Regions from separate parts of the Sus scrofa genome. Here region 2 is linked to region 1. The links are chromatin contacts, called in public Hi-C maps. All regions are on one chromosome and are shown on one strand. The core of a region is the stretch at or near the end of the contact, and the rest is flanking DNA. Distances in the headings are between cores, read along the strand shown.

Region 1 (5,369 bases), core at 2,688-5,187:
TTGGCGCAGTTTGGGAAGAGATCAAGGAGGGGAGAGATGGGCTGAGGCTTACACCCCAACGATGCTGATATCACCAGAAAGCCCACACCACATCGGAGGAAACCCACTGCTGCTTTTTGGGGTGATGTGTCACATTGGAGATGGCAGGTAAGCAGCCTGTGAAGCGTCTGTAATGGATCAAATAGAAGAAAAAAAAAAAAAAAAAAAAAACTCCAGTGCAACAGCTGACCTGTGGAAGTCTGCTGTCCACCCCCTGCTCCACCTGCCTCCACACAGGGCCATGCTCTCTTACAGCTCCCAAGCCAGGCTCATGTGTTTCAAAACATCCAACCACCCCAATCTTCCTTAAATTGACTCTGAAATCCTGCTGCAATTCCAACCCACTTCCTCCCCTCTCTGCTCGGTGCTGCCGCCCCAAACTCTTCCATGTGAAGAGAACATCCCTTTTACATCCAGGGTGTGTTCTGCTTAAAAAAGAAAAAAAAGAAAAAAAGAAAAGTAAGGCCCATTCCCCGCTGCCAAACCCTGGGTGTGAGCTAAGTGCAAAGTTAAAATTAAACTGAAAATTTGTACTTTGGGTTTTAGACTCTCTCCCAATTCCACTGGCCGTTTAAAAATATCCAAACGCGGTTACTCTCTCTCTAGTCCGACAACTGGAGTTCTTCTGCCTCTGTCGGGAGCTTTTCAAACACCTCAACAACAAACCTACACAGGACCCTATGCTTCATTTCTCAAGTGTGGACACCTGAGAGGTGCCTGCATCTTCGTACTCAGCCCCCAAGAGATCAGACTGCCTGGCTCTGGCATTTCCTGCAAAACGTGTCCCCAAAGCAAGGACACAGCAGCCATTTCTCATCAAGGGGAGCTGAACTGTCCGTGATAAACACCAACACACTATCCTCTAAGGAACAACCCGTCGCTTGTTTCAAAACTGGGAAATCTCGTCTTTACTGATCTCTCAAATTTGACCATTCCTCTCTGCTGCCGGCACTGCAGTCTTGGTCATGGTCATCTAAGACACCCTAGGTCTGCCTCTGCTTCCAAATGGGGTCTCCATGACAGAGGGAACAGGCCTTGACCTGGAGGCCAAGGCCTGGCTGGCTGAATGACCCTGACTCTCTCCCCGAGGTCTCAGGATCTGCCTCACAGAAAGGGGACGATGGTATCTGTGTAACCTATAAAGTGCAAACTCTGGCCTAGAAAACATTCCTGGCTTCCTGTTGCCTCCGGGGGGGAAAAAAATCATCAAGGTCCCAAACGGACCTAAGGAGGTCTTTCACTCTTGACCACCTGCCCTCATGTCCACCAATCTCTTCACACCCCACCTCTCACCCCTGCCTTTAGCTCTAGTTAAGCCCCCTCCCCAGAAAGCCTTCTGCAGCCAGCTCTGCGCATCCCGGGGCACCAAGGGCAGCTGCTGCATGAATCATTTAATCATGTATTAAGCATCCGATCCTCCTAGAGGTCAGGGACTGTCCTTCTCTGTAATCAGCCTAGCGGGGAGTGGACACCCATCAACTCCTTAACAAATGTCCTCTTTATTGTGCCAGCCACAACATTAGGTGCCCAGCATACAGAGGGAGACAAACCACCAGTGAAACTTTCAGTGCAACTGGTCCAAAACAGGTTGAACAAGCCCTCCCTTTTTTACAAACAAAAACAACTACTACTTCTGGTGTGTTCTGTGTCCCTGAGACAAGCATAATCCCATAAGGAGGCAGGTCAGCAGTGCGTCCTCCTCTTGACCTGACCCAGTGCTCTCTGCACACAGGTCTCGTGTGTGAGAAACCCCTCTCTTCACACAGTGAGCTCCTGTGACACTGTCCATCTGAGCAGCTGAGGGGAGACACAGAGGTGACGGTGAGCCACAGTTGGGGTCCTTGCCAGCAAGTGGGGTGGTGGCAGGCAAGAAAGAGACAGACAGCTGGTAAACAACTACAGTCCAGTGTGCCAGATAGCAGGCCCAAGGCTGGGGTGGGGGGTGTGCTTCACATGCCTCTACCTGGGGAGGATGGGAACGTTCCGGGCAGATAGGAGGGCCCCAGAAAGACCAAGAAAAGGGGTGCCTTACAGCAAAGCCAGAGTTGGACAGGTAACTTGCAGGGCCCAGTGCAAAATGCAAATGTGAGACCACCTGCTCAAGGACGATAAAGAATTCCAAGACAGGGACAGTAGCATGTTAAACCCAAGAGCAGGGAGGGACCCGCTAGGTGTGGGCCTGTGTGACTGCACAGGTCACATGCCCGTGACGCTAGCCCCGATTTAAATGGACAGCATGGGCCTAAAGCAGAGCCCTCGGAAGACCAGCACCAGAGAGAAGGAAACTGAAGAGAAGACTGCTTTTTATTTTTCCAGCACTTGCTGAGGCAAGGTGGAGAGGTGGACAGAAGGCAGGCTCTGGAGTCAGACAGATCTGGCTCAAGCCCAAATTCCCCACTGCAAGCTCATCTCACCTCTGAAGCTTCCGCTTCCTCCAATGACCATAGTGCCCATCACCTGGGGTTGGATTAAATTAAACAGTGCACTTAGAGCACCCCCACCTTGGAAAAAGCCACCTGCCTTCTCAATGCACAGCCACCTTCACTGCTGCGTCTGCAGTCAAGGCACAAGAATGGGAACCAAGGCAGGCCCACAGCTCTGAGTCACCTCCGCTGTCTGCAGAGCTTCTTCATGGAATGAAGGCCTCTCCACATTCTGGAGAGTGAAGATGGTGTGCCCAGAATGCACCCTGCTGGACTTTACACCCACACCTCCTTTTGTGTAGTTTTTTCCACTAAACTTGAGGCTTGATCTTTTCTTTCACTGAACAAGAATGCAATAAATATTTGTAACTTTGGTTTCAACCTTGTCAGTCCCCGACCAATTTAGCTTTCAGGTCCCAGCTTCGCAAAAGAAGACAACTTAAATCAGATTGACCCCGTGTTTTTTCAGTGCTCATGGGTTTTAAATAGGTCAGTTTTTAAATGGGCCATCCCCTGTTGCAGATCCCATTTCTAGCTTGAAGGCCAAACTGTCTGAGACACCAATGCAGGGGGAGATGGGCTTCCTCCCAGGTGTTCGATAGGAGGGATAGATGCTTGTGGTTTTGTAGTTTTAACCATACAATCTCTAGTTTTGCTTAGGAGTCAGTGTGGCAAAACTGAAAAATCCTGTCAGGTTCCATAGGGAACAAGTCTGGGAGAAAATCTGGACATTATGAAAGCTAGAAAGGCCTTCGGGATCATCTAGGTCAGTGGCTCTCTGACCATAGCCCACAGTCAAAAAAATAAATACATTTACACCTTGGCTCAGTAAGCACATTTTTGCATGTAAACAGGCATACACACTGAAACAAAACTTAGCCCTGTTACAATTACTTTTTTCTATTACATTAAAAAAGATGATTTTTTAACAAGTGTGACCCACAGTGTGCAAATTGCTGGTCTAGTTCAGCTCTCTTTTGCTAGAGGAAGAAACAAGGTCCAGAGTTGGCCTAGAGCCCAGGAACCCCGAGATAGGTGATTCTCTGCTACACCACACTGCACAGCACCACACCACTGCTCTAATCAGAAATCACAGTCCCCGGTGGAGGACCACAGAATCAACCACACAGCTTTTTCGTTTCTGCTAACAGGAGGTTATTCTGCAACCTCAGTGGAGCTAAGACTCAGGTCTCCATACCTATTAGAGATCTTTTGAAATCTTAACTACGGGGCAGGGTCCCACCTTACTTTAACCCTGCTCCCCAAAAAAAATCTCCAAGAAAAAAGCATCTGGATCTCTGGATTTTGTTTGTTTCCCACAATAGAGCTATGAAGGCACGGGTGGGAGCACATGGCCGCGGGAAGTCGGTGACGCCATCCTTATTATTTTAGGGAACCGTGGAGGGCAGGCCGAGGCTCGCTGCAGCGGTAATTAAGCTGTCGGCAGGGCCCGGGTAATAGGCTAAGCGCCGGCTGGGGGAGGGCCCGTATTAACATAAACCCTGTGACTGGCTCCCTCGCTGCCTGGAACCGGCTTCCTACCTCCTCCCCCAAGCTTGAGGAGGACTTGGTTTCTGCCTCACCAAGACAGAGGAGCTGGTTCCACTGCAGATGCTTCATCTGGCCAGTAGAACAGACTCAGTAACTCAAGAACTGGTGCAATTGCTGTCGGACCTGGGCTTTGGGCTTGTCAGATGGGCCTGTTTAGCCAGTGAGCCTGGCAGAGCTTGGGCCCCTCCCTCATGTCATGCCTTTGCTCTCCTCCCCTCAAACCTCGTTCCTCTCTTCCAGCCAGTCTAGATTCTATTCTACTTCAGACACTTGGCAGTTCCACCTCCAGGAAGCCTTCCCTGATTGCCCAGCTCCTGCCCTAGCCCTGCCTGATTTAAGAGCAGGTAAAAGATTCCCAGAGCAGCAGAGAATAGGCCCAGAAGGCTGTCTGGGGGAAAGGAAGTGCAACGGGGACAGGAAGAGATGAGGGTTCTGGAACTGGTGCATGAATGACATGATCAAGTGAAGCAGGCTGCTTCTAAGTGGCTGTCCTGTGCTACCTTCAGCAGGTAATGGAAGGCGTGAAGAAGCAGGAGGTGGAAGCAGAGTCCAGTGAAGGCACAGTTACCAGCAGGTGGTGTCTGAACGGTGGCCGGGGAAAGGGGGACAAGAAACATGGAGGTGTGGTGCAAAGGATGCTCATCAGGCAGTCTAACGACCTGGACTCTGGGCCCCACTTTGCCACTGACTTGCAGTGTGCCCTGGGGGAAGTAACATCCACTCTCTGGGCTTCTGCAGTCCTCTAATCCACACACTAAACAATGGAGCACAGACACGAGATCCCTTTTAGTTCCAAAATTCACTGGGCCCATCCACTTTTAGTCCCGTCCCACATCCAAACTCAGTTATGTTCCTCAACAGAAGGTGGGGGACTTCAGAGGCCAGAGGAGCCCAGGAGTCATGGTTGAAGGATGCTAGAAAGGAAATCTAGGACGCTGGGCAATTATCCCGGATAATTACCGAAATGCGAAAGTCAATCATGTAGTCTCTTAAAACACACCAGGATCATAAAAACAGCCCCCTGTGCTCAAGGTGCTGGTTTCAAATATGGGCATCTGGCCTTGCCCCATGTGATGCCTATCACCCTACAGGACAGCAGGGAGTAGGCACGTGGACTCATGGGGTCCTAATGACTGCTCTATGATCCTGTGGTTCATAAAAAGACCCACACCACCCACGATGATCTAGGAGCCACCGCATTGGCCCCACACAACAGAAGAGCCCCAAGGAGCTTGATGAGGAAGGCCCAGAGAGCGGAGAGGGTACATCCTGGGCCACCTTCCTAAAACACTGCTTCGATCACATCACATCATGTCTAGTCGCTCTCTGTCCAAAAGCCTTTAAACGGCATGGGGA
Region 2 (6,014 bases), core at 1,135-3,634, 120 kb after region 1:
TTGTGGTTTTCTCTGGGTAGATGCCCAAGAGTGGGATTGCTGGATCAAATGGTAGTTCTATGTTTAGTTTTCTGAGGAATCTCCATACTGCTTTCCACAGTGGTTGCACCAATTTATAATCCCACCAACAGTGTACTAGGGTTCCTTTTTCTCCACACCCTCTCCAGCACTTATTGTTTGTAGACTTTTTGATGATGGCCATTCTGGCTGGTGTAAGGTGGTACCTCATAGTGGTTTTGATTTGCATCTCTCTAATAATGAGTGATGTTGAACATCTTTCCATGTGTTTCTCGGCCATCTGTATATACATGCATCTTTATTAACACTTTTAAAATCATGCCTAAGACCATGGAGCTTACAATATGATGAGGGATAGTGCCCTTTTCCCAGAAATGGAATCTATTAAAACCTTACATATTCATGTACGGATGTGTCCCATTCAGCAACTCTAAGCAGAGCCAAAGAGCTTTTTCATGTAGTACAAAGATTGGAGAGGGTTATCTAGGAGCCAGAACTCCCACTACAGAGAGTAAATGAGGCTAAACAGAATACATGCATAGTCTGAGTGGAAGATTTTGGAATTGGAAAATTCCTGGCCTGATAAACAGATCAAAATCCAATACATTTAGTACTGCTTTTAGAAGCGTCTTGGCTTCACCCATCTTGATGATGGTTCTTCCATGTGGTGTAGAATGTTGAAAGAAGACTTCTCTGGGTGGCATTCTCATTGTACCAAATTTTAATCAACCACTTTGCAAGTTGAAGTATTCAAAAAGCATGTATGACCAACCCCATGCTCAACATTAAAAATAGTGTTTTTTTAACAACATACATTAGGAAAAACACTCCCATATTTTACCAATAGAACTTACTTTGTGGTTTCTTTCTAAGATACTTTTAATATGATTTTGATTATTTTATATTTATCAAAAAGAAACAGAGTTACATCCCCCGTGTAAAGAAGTGGTTTACTCCCTGGTACTTGGCATTCCTAAGAATGAGACAGCCAAAGATGCGGTGCCTCTTGAAGTGATACACAATGCAGTGCACAGCAGCACATAGGCAGTGCCCTTGACTAAACAGGAAAAAATCTGAACCTGGATCTGATTAACCAGTGGATCTACATTAAACAACATCACAAGGATACAATCATGTTAAATAAAGAATACCACCACTTTTCAGATTATGTATGATGGAACTAGTTCTAGAAAATTAAAATTTTACACACTCACCATCATGAATATCTTGCTGTGTCTTGACCAGAATTGCTTATAATCATTAATTTAAAATAATGTACACTACTTGAATTAGGCAAAATAGCATTGGTTATTATATTAAATTGCAGACAGTTGAGGCAAAATGTATTTTTGCCTGTCAATTAGCTATTCCTTCTTTTTAGAGTTATGTGTTTATATTTTTTGCCTATTGATCTGTTTGATATGAGGCCTTTATTTGGTTAGGATATTTACCACTTACCATATTTGTTGCAATCTTTTTCCAGCTTCTACTTGGTCTTTTGCTTTTGTTTATAGTCTCATAGAAAGTTTAAACATTTTAATGTTGTTAAACATGCTGCTACTTTCCATCATTGCTCTTAAAATTATTAAATTATTAAAGTTATTCCTCATTTAGAAGGGATATTCTGCTTGATGAATAGAACCCGATATATGCAACTCTATTTTTTCATTGATGGCTTGATGCTTAGGTATTTAACTCCTTGATCTAACTACACATTTTTTGGCATAAGGTATGAAAAGAGGATCTAGTGTATTTTTCCCCCAAATAAAAAAACCTGTGACTTGAATACTATATTGAATAATTCCTATTTTCATGTAATTATTAGTAAGTGAAGTTATAATGTCATCAAGACCTCATGTTCCTACCTTATTGCTGATCTAGAGAGAACAGTTTTGCCAGGACTTGAATTGCTTCAGTCTGGATCTGTTTTGCTCTATTTTGTTATTTCTTTGAGGTAAAAATGGAGGCTAGCTTTTTCCTCCCTTATATTTTGGAAAAACAAACAAGGGATTGGCTCACTTCTACTTTCTATTCATGAATATTTTGCCCATTTCACATTTTGTAAGTTAATATCATTTAATTTTCCCTGGTAGCAATACATTTTGATTTCTGTTTGCATGCACTATTCTAAAAATAGGAGAGTCAGTTTCTTAAATTGCTAAAGGAGAAATCCTGACTGATTCTGGTTTTAAAATACACTCCTAAAGGGAAGTTCAAAAATTAAAAAAAAAAAAGTCAACTCACAAACAGAGAAAATAAATAACAGCCAATGTGTCTACTGAACTAATGGACCATATGAAGTAAAGAGAATGTGAATTCTGTCATGGGAGGAGGGGAAAGGAGGGCTGCCTGCCCAAGGACAGCGCCAGAATAGGCTGCCCAGACATTCCAGAGACGCTGCGAAATCCAGGGACAGCCCAGCAGGGCTGCATTCTGGTATGCTGCTGGAATATGTCTTTTAATATATTTAAAACCCCGTGGCGAAAACATTGTCTGCCTCAGGGTACACCACTGGGTTTAAATATACTAAATGATGCCAAAGCAAGAACATACGCCAAGTTTCTCTGAGCTTTCCACAGCCTTTCCTGCATGTCAGAATTGAGCACAGGTGCTAGGATTGAGTTGAAAAATAATCCAGTGAAGATGGCAGAGTTGTGTTATCCATTCAATTATTAATACGTTATTAAAATATTTCACTTTTCACACATCTGACATTTTGAGTTCATTCTTTTACAAATTAGTAAACAAACAAGCCAAATTGTTCAGGCTCAGTTATACAGCCTCTTCAAAGGTTAAGAGCAGAAAATGTTCGGAACTGTTTGTGGAGGGCCCATGCTAGCTAGACTGGAATGTCTAAATTAAATTAAAGCTAAAGTTAAACATGCACCTTGGTTCACCATGCTTTCATAATAAATATCAAGTGTTTGTGTTGACATTGTATTTTTATGTTCCCTCCCCATGTGGGAGGAAAAACCCATAAATGCCTGTCCTTGGAAGCAGAGAGTGGTAACATGTACTTCATAGTATTGGTATGACTCATCACTTAAGGGTTGAGTTAGACTGGGAAGAAAATGGAAAGGTTTGAAACAACCTATGCCTTCATTGGTATATAAAATATCTCCACCTGATACTGTCATTAACAGCATAATGGAACACTCTGTGACAATGCTGAGGGTCTATTTACGATGGGATGGAATTGACCACGCAGACACGCAATACAATACATCTTCAAGTGTCTGCTATGGGTCTCTCCCAAACACTGCAGTTAACTCTTAGAGCCCTGTGTGGGTCTCATCTTACCCTTGAGCCTATAGGGATGGGGTACTAAACCCCGAATTGTCCTGATTCTGCTCTAGCTTCTAACAAGCTCTTCTATGTGCTCACTGAAGACCATTCCAGAGGGGCCTCCAGTTTATAGGGATGCTGTCTAGAAGGTCTCACAGGCATTAATTTACATTTGGAAAAAAAGAAAACATTTGGGAGAATCATGGCTACTTTTGTGCAAAATAAAATTTTGCACACGAAAGACATTTTTCCTTTTAAACAATAGCTTCTTTTGCAGCTGAACTTCTAGACCTCAATTTTTTTAGACCTTGAATTATACTTTAAAAGTATACAGGAACAGATGGTGAAAGATGATTGCAAGGTTGTGGAAAGTACTGACATCAGAGTCAGAAGTTTCTGTGCATTTAGTTTCTAACTGTGTGATCTTTGGCAGACCACTTGACCTATAAACAAAAGACAAACATAACAGAAGAAAAAGTTAACATTAAAGCAGATACATGCAAATACTAATGTAACATCATTTATTCTCTAATCTCTACAAGATTATTTTCTGTAATAATAATTTTATTGATTTGTTTAGTTTTATAATGACTATTTTTTAAAAATTGACATAAACTTTAAATATATTTCACATGTGAGCTAAAATTTACACTTACCAATAAAAAATATGTCTCACAACTGGCACACTATTTGTTTGCAATTTCAAATACAAGTGAAAAATCCAAGAGGTCACAAAGAGTGATGGAACTGAGGTAATCCAGGCTCTGCTTCTTCATCTTTACAACAGTGTGCCATAATTTCTTATGTCAAAATTACCGTCTAAATGCACCTAAAATTGTATCACAAGCTCTGGAAGCACACACTACACTAAAGAGAGCTGGTATGATCCTGAATGGTTTGAACTTAATCTCAAAACAAAAGTGTATAGCTGAGTGTGTTAGGGTCAACTGTATAACTGGGAGTTCTGCAAACTAGCTTCCACGTAAAGCATGATGCCCACTAAAGTATACTAAAGTATAAGTGATAAACAACTGTGCTAATTCAAAGCTTAGATATATTCTTAAAAAGCTCAATAATCACAAGTATTGTTTAGAAGGTAGACCCATAACATTTTTTTTTTTTCAGGGAAGAGTATTTTATCATTGACACTTTTTCGATCTGTCAGGAGTAGTGATAACAAAAAAGCAGATCAGCTTCTTTTAAATATATATAATGATTTTTATTTTTTTCCAATATAGCTAGTTTACAGTGTTCCGTCACTTTTCTACTGTACAGCATGGTGACTCAGTTACTTTTTATTATTATTTTTAAATGACCTTTAGTGTTCTCTTATTGCCTGCTTACTTCATCCTTGGTAATCCTGCCTCCCAAGTCTCTTACATTTTGCCACTTTAATGGTGAGATAACCACTGACTCACCCCCACCCCACCCCATCCCACCCATCAGCCTGTCATGGCCCAGGCCTCATATCCACAGAGGGTTTCACATTTAGGACTTAAACATGTCCTCTCTATGAGGCTATTCTTGTGGTCACAGAGATAGACCAACAAGAATGAAGATATTCACCTTACAATTTTTAACTTGTGTCATTACTGGACACTACCCGTACATTAATATTGTTTAAAATTCTGAAATTATCTTGTGCCTAGCACAAGCACAATGAATAGTACATTTGGGGTGTTTAAAATAGGTTATTTTCTTACATGTAAATGTTAAAATGTGTCACAATTTTTAGTAACTATCTTGTTATTTCTGCAGAATGACAAAGTAATAGATGTGTAGCTGTGCCTGTTTGCACTGCAAGGGTGACCCATCCTCAGAGTTTTCCAGGAACTAAGGGGTTCTCCTAGATACAGGACTTTCATGGCTAAAACTGGGACAGTCCAGGCAAACTCTACCTACACCCTTCAGAAAATAACACACTCTGAACTTACAGGATGGCTGGTTTCTCACTGGCTGAGTCAAGGAGTCTTTTCTGGAGAGAAACAGAAATCATCTATTTCTCCTTCATGCTGAAACAGGCACTTAGACTAGGATCATTCAGCTCCATACACTGCTGTCCTCTCCCCTAAACTGCCAACCTCTCTCTAATTTATTGGATGCATTTATATGACGACAGCAACAATACATGCTATTAGGTAATGGCCTTTATGGAAGTCACAGCAGAGTGTTTTACAACTAAATACAAGATGAATGTAGAAATTTTGCAATTTTTAAAGAACCCAGCAGAGATTCAGCTTTCTGAAGATCACCCGAGGCTGCTGCCACACCTGGGTGATATAAACCCAGAAGCCCTCGATTTGGGATCCCAGAGCTGAAAGTCGAGGTAGTTGAGTGATACAGACTTTTGAATATGTAATGAAAGAAGAGGCTCGGAGAGTGTGTGGTCCTGCTGAAACTGTACCCCATGTGAGTTAAATAACTAAAAAATCAATACACTGTGTTATTGACAACCAACCTCATGTCTTGTGGTGGTTTTGTTCTAAAACAGATAGTAGTAAAAGAGAATGATGGTGTTTTTCATGAAGCACCATAAGTTGCCCTCCACCCAGTGGCATGATCTGGGGAATCCATAAGTAATTATTTATGACAGGACTCAAGCATTGAAATAAAGTCATTTGTGATCAAGTTTGATGAATATTTTTGCCTGTTTTTACTTTAAAAACAATAAAGTAAAAAGATTTCTAGGCCTGAAAGATCATCTTCAGCAT

What was found. A called contact is a pair of places that touch in the nucleus more often than the background predicts.
Region 2: a Hi-C map of embryonic fibroblasts shows a contact between it and region 1, with 2.4 times the contacts expected there. The contact joins two enhancer-like sites. A contact is called at or near these places in 18 of 47 Hi-C or Micro-C datasets (alveolar macrophages, embryonic fibroblasts, fetal heart ventricle and 10 more) and 2 of 2 datasets of contacts at active chromatin or transcription factors (alveolar macrophages and skeletal muscle).

The regions. Positions count from the first base shown.
Region 1 is chr1:166,674,899-166,680,267 of Sscrofa11.1, forward strand. All of the region lies in intron 1 of ANP32A (acidic leucine-rich nuclear phosphoprotein 32 family member A), which reads right to left. Among named protein-coding and RNA genes, the nearest start is that of ANP32A, 26 kb to the right of the region's middle. Within about 2 kb of position 3,938, at least 53 of the 83 cell types and tissues checked have an H3K27ac peak or open chromatin away from gene starts, as enhancers often do. A contact at or near this core is called in embryonic fibroblasts, where this site is marked.
Region 2 is chr1:166,795,692-166,801,705 of Sscrofa11.1, forward strand. No RefSeq gene overlaps it. Among named protein-coding and RNA genes, the nearest start is that of SPESP1, 19 kb to the right of the region's middle. Within about 2 kb of position 2,385, at least 8 of the 83 cell types and tissues checked have an H3K27ac peak or open chromatin away from gene starts, as enhancers often do. A contact at or near this core is called in embryonic fibroblasts, where this site is marked.